Regions from separate parts of the Columba livia genome. Here region 2 is linked to region 1. A link is a contact called in public Hi-C data. All regions are on one chromosome and are shown on one strand. The core of a region is the stretch at or near the end of the contact, and the rest is flanking DNA. Distances in the headings are between cores, read along the strand shown. Region 1 overlaps LOC102086013 (septin-2). Region 2 holds the start of PPIL2 (peptidylprolyl isomerase like 2).

Evidence for each region. Hi-C and Micro-C count contacts between places; a contact is called where the count stands out from the background.
Region 2: a Hi-C map of liver shows a contact between it and region 1, with 2.4 times the contacts expected there. The contact joins the promoter of PPIL2 here to the enhancer-like site in region 1. A contact is called at or near these places in 2 of 2 Hi-C or Micro-C datasets (crop and liver).

What each region holds. Positions count from the first base shown.
Region 1 is chr17:7,860,182-7,864,280 of bColLiv1.pat.W.v2, forward strand. It overlaps LOC102086013 (septin-2), which reads right to left. Exons shown (of 13, transcript XM_065033687.1): 8 at 2,366-2,467; 9 at 1,405-1,550; 10 at 266-349. Among named protein-coding and RNA genes, the nearest start is that of SEPTIN5, 18 kb to the left of the region's middle. Within about 2 kb of position 1,615, at least 2 of the 3 cell types and tissues checked have an H3K27ac peak away from gene starts, as active enhancers do.
Region 2 is chr17:7,968,142-7,972,125 of bColLiv1.pat.W.v2, forward strand. PPIL2 (peptidylprolyl isomerase like 2) reads left to right here and starts at 2,687. Exons shown (of 20, transcript XM_065033074.1): 1 at 2,687-2,844; 2 at 2,934-2,983. The coding sequence starts at 2,813. LOC102087493 (protein HIRA) reads left to right here. Exons shown (of 25, transcript XM_065033072.1): 25 at 252-1,220. The coding sequence ends at 368.

The DNA of each region.
Region 1 (4,099 bases), core at 365-2,864:
TCTTTATGTACATTCCAATTAAAAGCATAGAGAAAATAGAATGGATACACAAGCAGGAACGGCTGTTTGTAAGCACTGCACTTTGCTAATATTACTGCTCTTCAGGGAGAACGTTTAATACAAATTTCAGCAACTCCATAGATTGAAATCTCAAGAGAAATAATTAGTTACAGGTGAGGTGAGTTAGATGAACAAGTTCAATGGCACAAAGGAAAAAGAAGAGACCCACAAGCAGCAATGCCCAAAGCCACACACACGCACTTACTTGCCGGTTCGCTTTAGCCTCTCCGAACGGAAGTTTTCATAGTGCAAGTCTTGGGTCACCTCCTGCAGGTCCTGCATGTGTGTTCTAGAACATGCAAAGGGATATTGAACACTTTGTCCTTCTTGTCAAAGGAAGAAAAACACCCTTTTATCTTCTGTTTTTGTTTTCTATAATGGATGCATTTACTGGAAAAATAATCCTTACAGACCAAGCGTGACGTAAAGCTAGCCAGAACACTGCTTTCATGTTTATTGGTCTTTAATTCACACTTAAGTGCCCTCCCACCAATATTCTTCAAAGACCCAAAGTATGTCATCACCCTCTTGTTTACTACTGAGTCTACAGGAGTTGTTCATACCTGTCTTTACAGTTTTAAGAACATTGAGAAGACAGTTATTCAGAAAGATACTTTAATTCCTGAAGTATTTTTTGCCTCTTAAGTGCTATTAGGTGTAATTTGTAACAGAGAACTAGGTGGAGCTCCTTGGCTCACAGAGCAGCTGACGTTGCCTAACAATTTCCAATTGTCAGGAAAGAAGTGCTCACTATGAGTGACCAGCAGAGGGCGATCCCTGCCCAGCAAAGACTGAAACCAGACCTGCACAACAGAATTCAATTTCCAACAACAGGGAGAGGTCGTAAAAACACACACACACACCAAAGCCCACCAAAAACACCATACCCACAACACGTAAAACCATCTACACAGGCACAATATATCCGTATCAACTAAAATCATAAAGTGGGGTATCCTATTTAAAACAGGATTTCCTATACTGCCAAGAAACCTGAGCTTTCCCTTCAGAACACTCTTCACATTTTAATCAATCACTTCTAGTAATATTTTAAAAGCTTTTCTGCCTCACCCGCTGCACTATAAGAAAACATCAATGTATATGTAAAGCCGTCAGTTCACATAAGACATAAAAACTGTCACATATAACTGTCAATGTAAAACACCGAAAATCTTTTCTGAAGTCAGAGATCAGAGGGTTACAGCAGCAAAATGAGCTGCAGCGGGCTAAAAGTACCTGCCATTAGAGTTCGTTTTGAATTCAGGAGTTCATGTTCTTGTAACTCTCTAGTCATTGTAACAGTTACATCACCACCGGAGATGGGATAATTTTACCATTACTCACACCAGCATTGTGCGCAGCTTAAGGAAATCATTGTGCTCTGGATTTTCAACTTCAACAACTCCCCAGGGATACAGACGGCCTCTGATTTTCTTGCCTTTCACCTCAATAAGTTGATTGGATCCAATAACAGCAAAGGGAATGCTGGCCTAAGTTGAGACAGAGCAAAACAAATTCCTGGTTTGATTTTTGACTGGTTACTTTTGCATGTTTTGTTTCTTTTTTAAAAAACGCAAAAAGACTTTTAAGTAGCAGACAGGAGGGGGGAAAAGAAATGCTGACAAATGCTCTCTACTATAATCCTTCCACATGAGAAAACCACAAAATCCTATTCTAGGTAACACAACCTCTCATTGTTAACACCTGTAGTTGTGTTAGGATCAGTTTGTCTTCAAACACAAGGCACAAAAGGAAATGACGGTTTGCTTTAGGAACACTTGACTGTTGTTGAAGTACAGTTTGGGCATAATGTGTCATCTGACATAACATCATGCATGGAAAACAGCCAACAGAAACATTCTTCAGATACAGATTGAAGTAGCTAGAGAGAATTTCAGATACATTCTTCAAGCACCTTTGCTAGTATCACAGCACTAAGAGGAAATTACTTAAAACATTTATTATCTGCTCTAACAAGAGGGAAGTTGTTAATTAGTATAGTAACCATAACACATGCACATTCTCTTTGCTTGCATGTAAAGGGTTTGAGTCAGAAAACAGACTGCAAATCACAGTTCTTGCTGAACAGTTGCTTACATTTAAAAGAGAAAGGAAAGTCATGACACGCTACATTTAGAATTCGGATGAAGCAGAAACTGGAATAAAAAGGATTATAATTCAGAGGAGTTAACATCCGAAGAAAAGTCGAATTTTCAACACATTATAAAGGAATAAAGTACCTTTAAGTATCCTGTAGGCTTGAAGAAGTACTGCAACAAAACGACAAATTAGGAGTGAAACTTGCCTTTAAAACTCTGGTTTGTTCTTTAAACTCCTCATCTTCATCAGAATCCGCATCAGGGAGTTGATAAATCCTAATGCCATGCTCGGAAATCTCATCCAGAACCTGAAGTTTACAAAAATGAAAGAATAACAAGTTCTTATTTCATTGAAGATGTATTAAATTAAAAACATATACAACTGATTCACTCGTCTGTCACATCCAGAAAAATCAGAATGCTCTTCTGCTTAGAAAAAAAATCATTAGCAGAAATTGCCATTACTTATGCTTTGAGCGTATGTACTACCAAATTAGTGTGTGTCCAACAGGACTATCTTACACGGCATTAATTTTATTCTACCTATGAAGAAAAAAACCCAGCATTTTTCCTTCATTTAAAAGAGACTTCAAGTCCACAAATATCCTGTAAACATACCAAGTAAATAATTTTTTAAAAAACCTGAAGATTTACATGGAGCATAATACAGACGCAGAAAAAACACAAAGTGAAGTTAATACGAAAAAATAAGTAAAGGCAATGAATTTGGAGAAGGGATTCATTAGTTACAGCATCAAAACCATGCAGCCCATGCCAAAGTATATTTTTGGGAATTTGATAGACACAAATATCTAGAAGACAGTGCCTATTGTCTCTTGAATCAAAAAGCTATTCAAAAATCCACTAAGAGAAAAACCATCCATACACAGTTTTCTCTATTGTCACTAATGTCTGAGATTAATATAAAAAAAATACCCTATCTGTATTCCTGTGTGCCTTCTTTCCCTAATGAAATCACTGCAGGCTAAGCAGCTAGCACAACGCCAGGCCTTGGGCAGTTTCATAAGGTGGTACGAGTCAATGCTTTCTTCAAAACCAAAGAGAATAATACTTCTACTGCCATACTGTTCAAAATCTTTAAGTCAGAAATCCCATCAAATTCACTGACAAGATTTTCTTTCACTAAGGGGTGGTGGTATGAGGAAAGCATGAAGAACACTGAGACTGCACAGTAACTCTCTTCAAAGGCATCTTGGATATCTCAGCAGAAAAGGTTATACCTGCAAGCTTCCCAGATTAGTATTCCCCAATGATTTGCATGTGTTAACCCCACAACCAGCACCTGAACCAAGCAGCAGCACCACTGCAGTAATAAACTCCAGTAATAAAACCAGAGGCGGTTTTGAGGTAACCATAAAAAACAGTCAGAAAAGCCTACGCAAGGCTGTCCATATAACTTGATAACACAAATACAACCAGACTTCAGACGAGACGCCTTAATGAGCCTTCCCATAGTATTGTTGTATAAATAAAACTGGTCCAACCAGAGCTTGATTAAAAACAGCTGTTTAAAATAAAGCAATCCTTCAGACCATTAGAAGAGGAATGACCATGTATGAGCCACGGCTATTCCCAGGACAATGTTTCCCTGCCAGGTATATAAACATCCCCCGCATTCACACACGCGCACAGACTGCATAAAATATTATGAGCTCCCACCTACACAGAGAGCAATATTTTTAAAAGAAAAAAGTTTGGGAATAAGTGCTGCCAATAAGCAATTAACAGTTACATTCACACAACTAAATGTAAACCAATGCATGTTGTTACTGTTTTGCAAAATGGAAGATAACTAACTTGTCACCAAATGATACTAAAAGATGCACAGCTGGAATAGGTGGGGCAGCACTACAGTGCAATGTCTTGGAGTAGCTGCATAAAACAAGAAAGCACATTTAACCTGGCTGAGATCTTCAAGA
Region 2 (3,984 bases), core at 1,437-3,936, 110 kb after region 1:
AGTGACATGCCACCGAAATGTCTTCCTTTCTCAGAGCCTGGAGTCTGTAAGTGCAGAGGCTGCACCGGGTTCATAGGTATATAAATGTAAAGAGAGTTTTTATTCTTGGAGTCGTGTAACCAGAGTAAGAACATAAAATACACATGTCTTTCCAGGCAGGAAAAGGCATGAATCTTAAATAGCTCTATGAAATATATTTATGATATCAGGCAATACATTCTGAGCGTGCTTTTGTGGTTTTTTTTGTGCAGGGTTTACGAAAGAGAGAACTATTGAAAGAGCTTCTTCCTGTTATTGGACAGAACCTCCGATTCCAGAGGCTTTTCACAGAATATCAAGAGCAGCTAGACATCTTGAGAGACAAGTAGCATTCCCCCAGATTTTCCCTGCGGGGCCTGGTCCGAGAGAAACTGCTGAACAGCATTAACCAGAGACAGAAGAGGAGCGAGAACCCGGTCAGTGGGGACATTCCTGAAGAGAGCAGAGTCAGGAGGGTCCCAGAGCTTCAGGAGTGACCTGCTTTAGTTTTTAAAGAAGCTCGCAAGTGGATTCGTGAAAATGAGTGGATGAGCTCGACCGTTTCCCAAGTGAAACTTCCCCATCGAAGCTGTGGCCTCTGTTTCTGTGGAAAGTCGTGGATCTGTACTTCAGGGGGGGTCCTTTTGGATCTGGATCTCATTTTAATATCAAAACTAGCTGAGAACTGTTTGTGGGGTTTCTTGGATGTCCTGTGAAAAGCACAGTACTTCAGAGTACACTGAACAGCATATTTAACCCTGTTTAGGGTTTTTTGCCTGAGGATTTATTGAGGCTCAACACTAAATTAGATGAATGAGCCACGTAAAAAGAAATTTCATAAATATTAAGGTATTATGCAGCCAATAGACTCTTTCCTGTGAATATAATAATAATAATAAGAGGCTGTTCTAACACATGGACTATTTTTGTACTAGAATTTGCTAACTTGTAATATGGAATTTTATTTGGCCAATAATCAGGCTATCTCTACAAAGTCATCTTGTAGGAAATTTAACTCTAATTACAAAAGCTATGTTTCAAAATAATTCTACCAAATTAACATGTCATCTTCTGGTTTTTAATTTTTAAATGTTTGTAAAAGGCATTTTGGGGGGAGGGGGTGGGATACAATGGGGTGACTCTTTTTGTAAGTACAAAAATAAATGAACATTGCATTGGTTTAAAAAAACAAAAAGCAAAAACATGGTCTTGAATTATTACAGAGGGCACAGGCACCTCCGGAAATGTCAACGCAGACTGAATCATGTTAAAATGTCTAGAAATAAATAATACCAACTGGGTGATCTTTCCTCTGAAAGTTACATGGTTGTCTGGATCCTAGAGGGAAGGATCTTTAAGGCAATAAACCCCCTCATTTGGAGGGTTTTGTTGCCTCCTGCATTCACCCAACAGACACAGGATTACTTTCGTTTTTCTATGGCAATCTCATGTGTACCAGATGGGGAAAGTGAAGGTGGTAAGAAGAGCTACACAAGCTCCCCTGACCCATAGTCCAAAAAGGTAAATTGTACTATGACGAAGATTCACGTGCTGTTGCCAGTTAGTCTACGCTCATGGGAACTGGCATCATCTTCTTCATAAAGCAGAATCATAGAACCATAGAATGTTTGGCTTGGGAGGGACTAACCTCCTGCAGCGAGCAGGGACATCTGTGATCAGAGCAGATTGTGCTCATCTTGCACACGTGTATGCAGGTAAACAACCCGCTGAAATGATTAAAATGGGAGATAGACACCGTGTTCTGGGGAAAAGGTGGGTCTGGTCCAGAGCCTGGTGCAGTCTGTGGCAGTCTGGCTATCAGCTCCCGTGGATTTTGACTCTCGACGGTTCTGTGTAGGCAGCTGCCAGGATGGTGGTTTAACGAGGAAAGAACAAACGAGCATGTGTAGTTTTGGAGACATTTGATAAGTGAAAGCTGTGAGGCAGGTGGCTCTTTCCTCCTGCAGAAGGCAAGATGTTTGGATTCTGGCCATCCTCTGTTCAGCCTTGTGCTGTTTGTACCAGTCTGTAATGAATGCTGCTTAATAGGATTTAAATGCTGAAATACTTTTTATGAAGACCTGTCTCCACATTAGACACTATATAGGTTTTTGTACTCATTTTTTCTTGGAAAGTTCTGTCACTGCCATTCACCCAACGCACACAGGATTGTTTGTTTTTTTTCCTATGGCAATCTCACATGTAAATTCCACGCAACAAAGTTTATTTAAATGAAGATGGATGTTTTTCTTAAATTGGATATTTTAGCATTTTCTGCTTATATTTAGTATCTTTTTTTTTTCAGATGCAGGCTCTGAAAACTGTTTAAGGCTGTGTTACATTATCAAAGGAAGCCTGCAGCAAACCCAAAGAGGAACACTTTCAGCGTGAAAGTGGAAGCAGGCTCTTTTGGGCTCTTTTGAACAACCGAGCTTTTATTAATTAATGGTTTGGATGGAAAAGTGAGGCAGGTCCCAGGGAGGATTAGACGTTCTCTCTACATCGTGGCTCAAAACACCCGTCAAAACTCCCTCAGGGCGTCCCTGCCCTGGCGCCGGTGAGGGAGGATCCAGTAAGAGCTCCAGCAAAAACTGAACTAAACCCGGGTTTAGCGGGCGCGCAGCTCGCAGGCGTCTGGCCCCGGAACGCCGCTCGCCGCCCGTGTTTCCGCGCCGGGGCCTTTCGCCGCCGCACTCGCACCGGAAGGAGCCGCGGCCGCAGGAGTCCGGGTGCGGGCGGCTCGGCGGAGCCGGAGGAGCCGCGTTCCCGGGGGTCCCCGGGCCGAGCCGCCGCCATGGGGAAGAGGCAGCACCAGAAGGACAAGATGTGAGCGGGGGAGGGCGGGGCGGGGGGGCTGCGGCCCTGGTGAGTGACCCCCGTGAGTGACCCCGTGTCTCACCCCCGTGTCTCGGCAGGTACATCACGTGCGCGGAGTACACGCAGTTCTACGGGGGCAAGAAAGCAGGTAAGGGGCGGGGGTGAGGGGTGAACCCCGAGTCCAGTGGGGTGACCACACTGGGGTGCGGGGGGGTCTGGGCTCCCCCCGAACTGGCCTCTGACCCCCTGGGCTCTGCAGCTGCGGGTCACAGAATCCCAGAATGTCAGGGGTTGGAAGGGACCTGGAAAGCTCATCCAGTGCAATCCCCCCATGGAGCAGGAACACCCAGATGAGGTTACACAGGAAGGTGTCCAGGCGGGTTGGAATGTCTGCAGAGAAGGAGACTCCACAACCCCCCTGGGCAGCCTGGGCCAGGCTCTGCCACCCTCACTGAGAAGTTTCTTATCAAATTTAAGTGGAACCTTTTGTGTTCCAGTTTGAACCCATTACCCCTTGTCCTATCATTGGTTGTCACCGAGAAGAGCCTGGCTCCATCCTTCTGACACTCATCCTTTATATATCTGTAAACATTAATGAGGTCACCCCTCAGTCTCCTCTTGTCCAGCTCCAGAGCCCCAGCTCCCTCAGCCTTTCCTCACACGGGAGATGCTCCACTCCCTTCAGCATCTTTGTTGCCCTGCGCTGAACCCTCTCCAGCAGTTCCCTGTCCTGCTGGAACTGAAAGTCCTAAAACCAGCCCTGCGGATCCTCCTGAGACCGGCAGAAATTGGGGTTTAACTCCCAGAGGAGCTGTCCCCTCATTCACTGTGTGCTTGGAGGCAGTTAAACTGTTCATCATCAAGTTTAAACTTGGTGCTGTAGGCCTGCCAGAACTCTGGTTTGTTGTTGTTGTTGTTGTTGGATTTTGTGGCTGTTATTATTGTTGTTTTTTTTCATTGTTTCATTTTGTGTGTTGTTTTTTTTTTCTGACTGTATAATTTCACTTGAGGAGTTACTTGTGCTCTGCAGGACAAGTCTGATTTTAGTTACAGTTTTGCAAGTTTTAGTGCATTTCACTTTGTCATCAGTAAGTTGCCACCATGTATGTAGCAAAATGTAACTTTCAAGTGTTTCTTTGTTACCTAAAA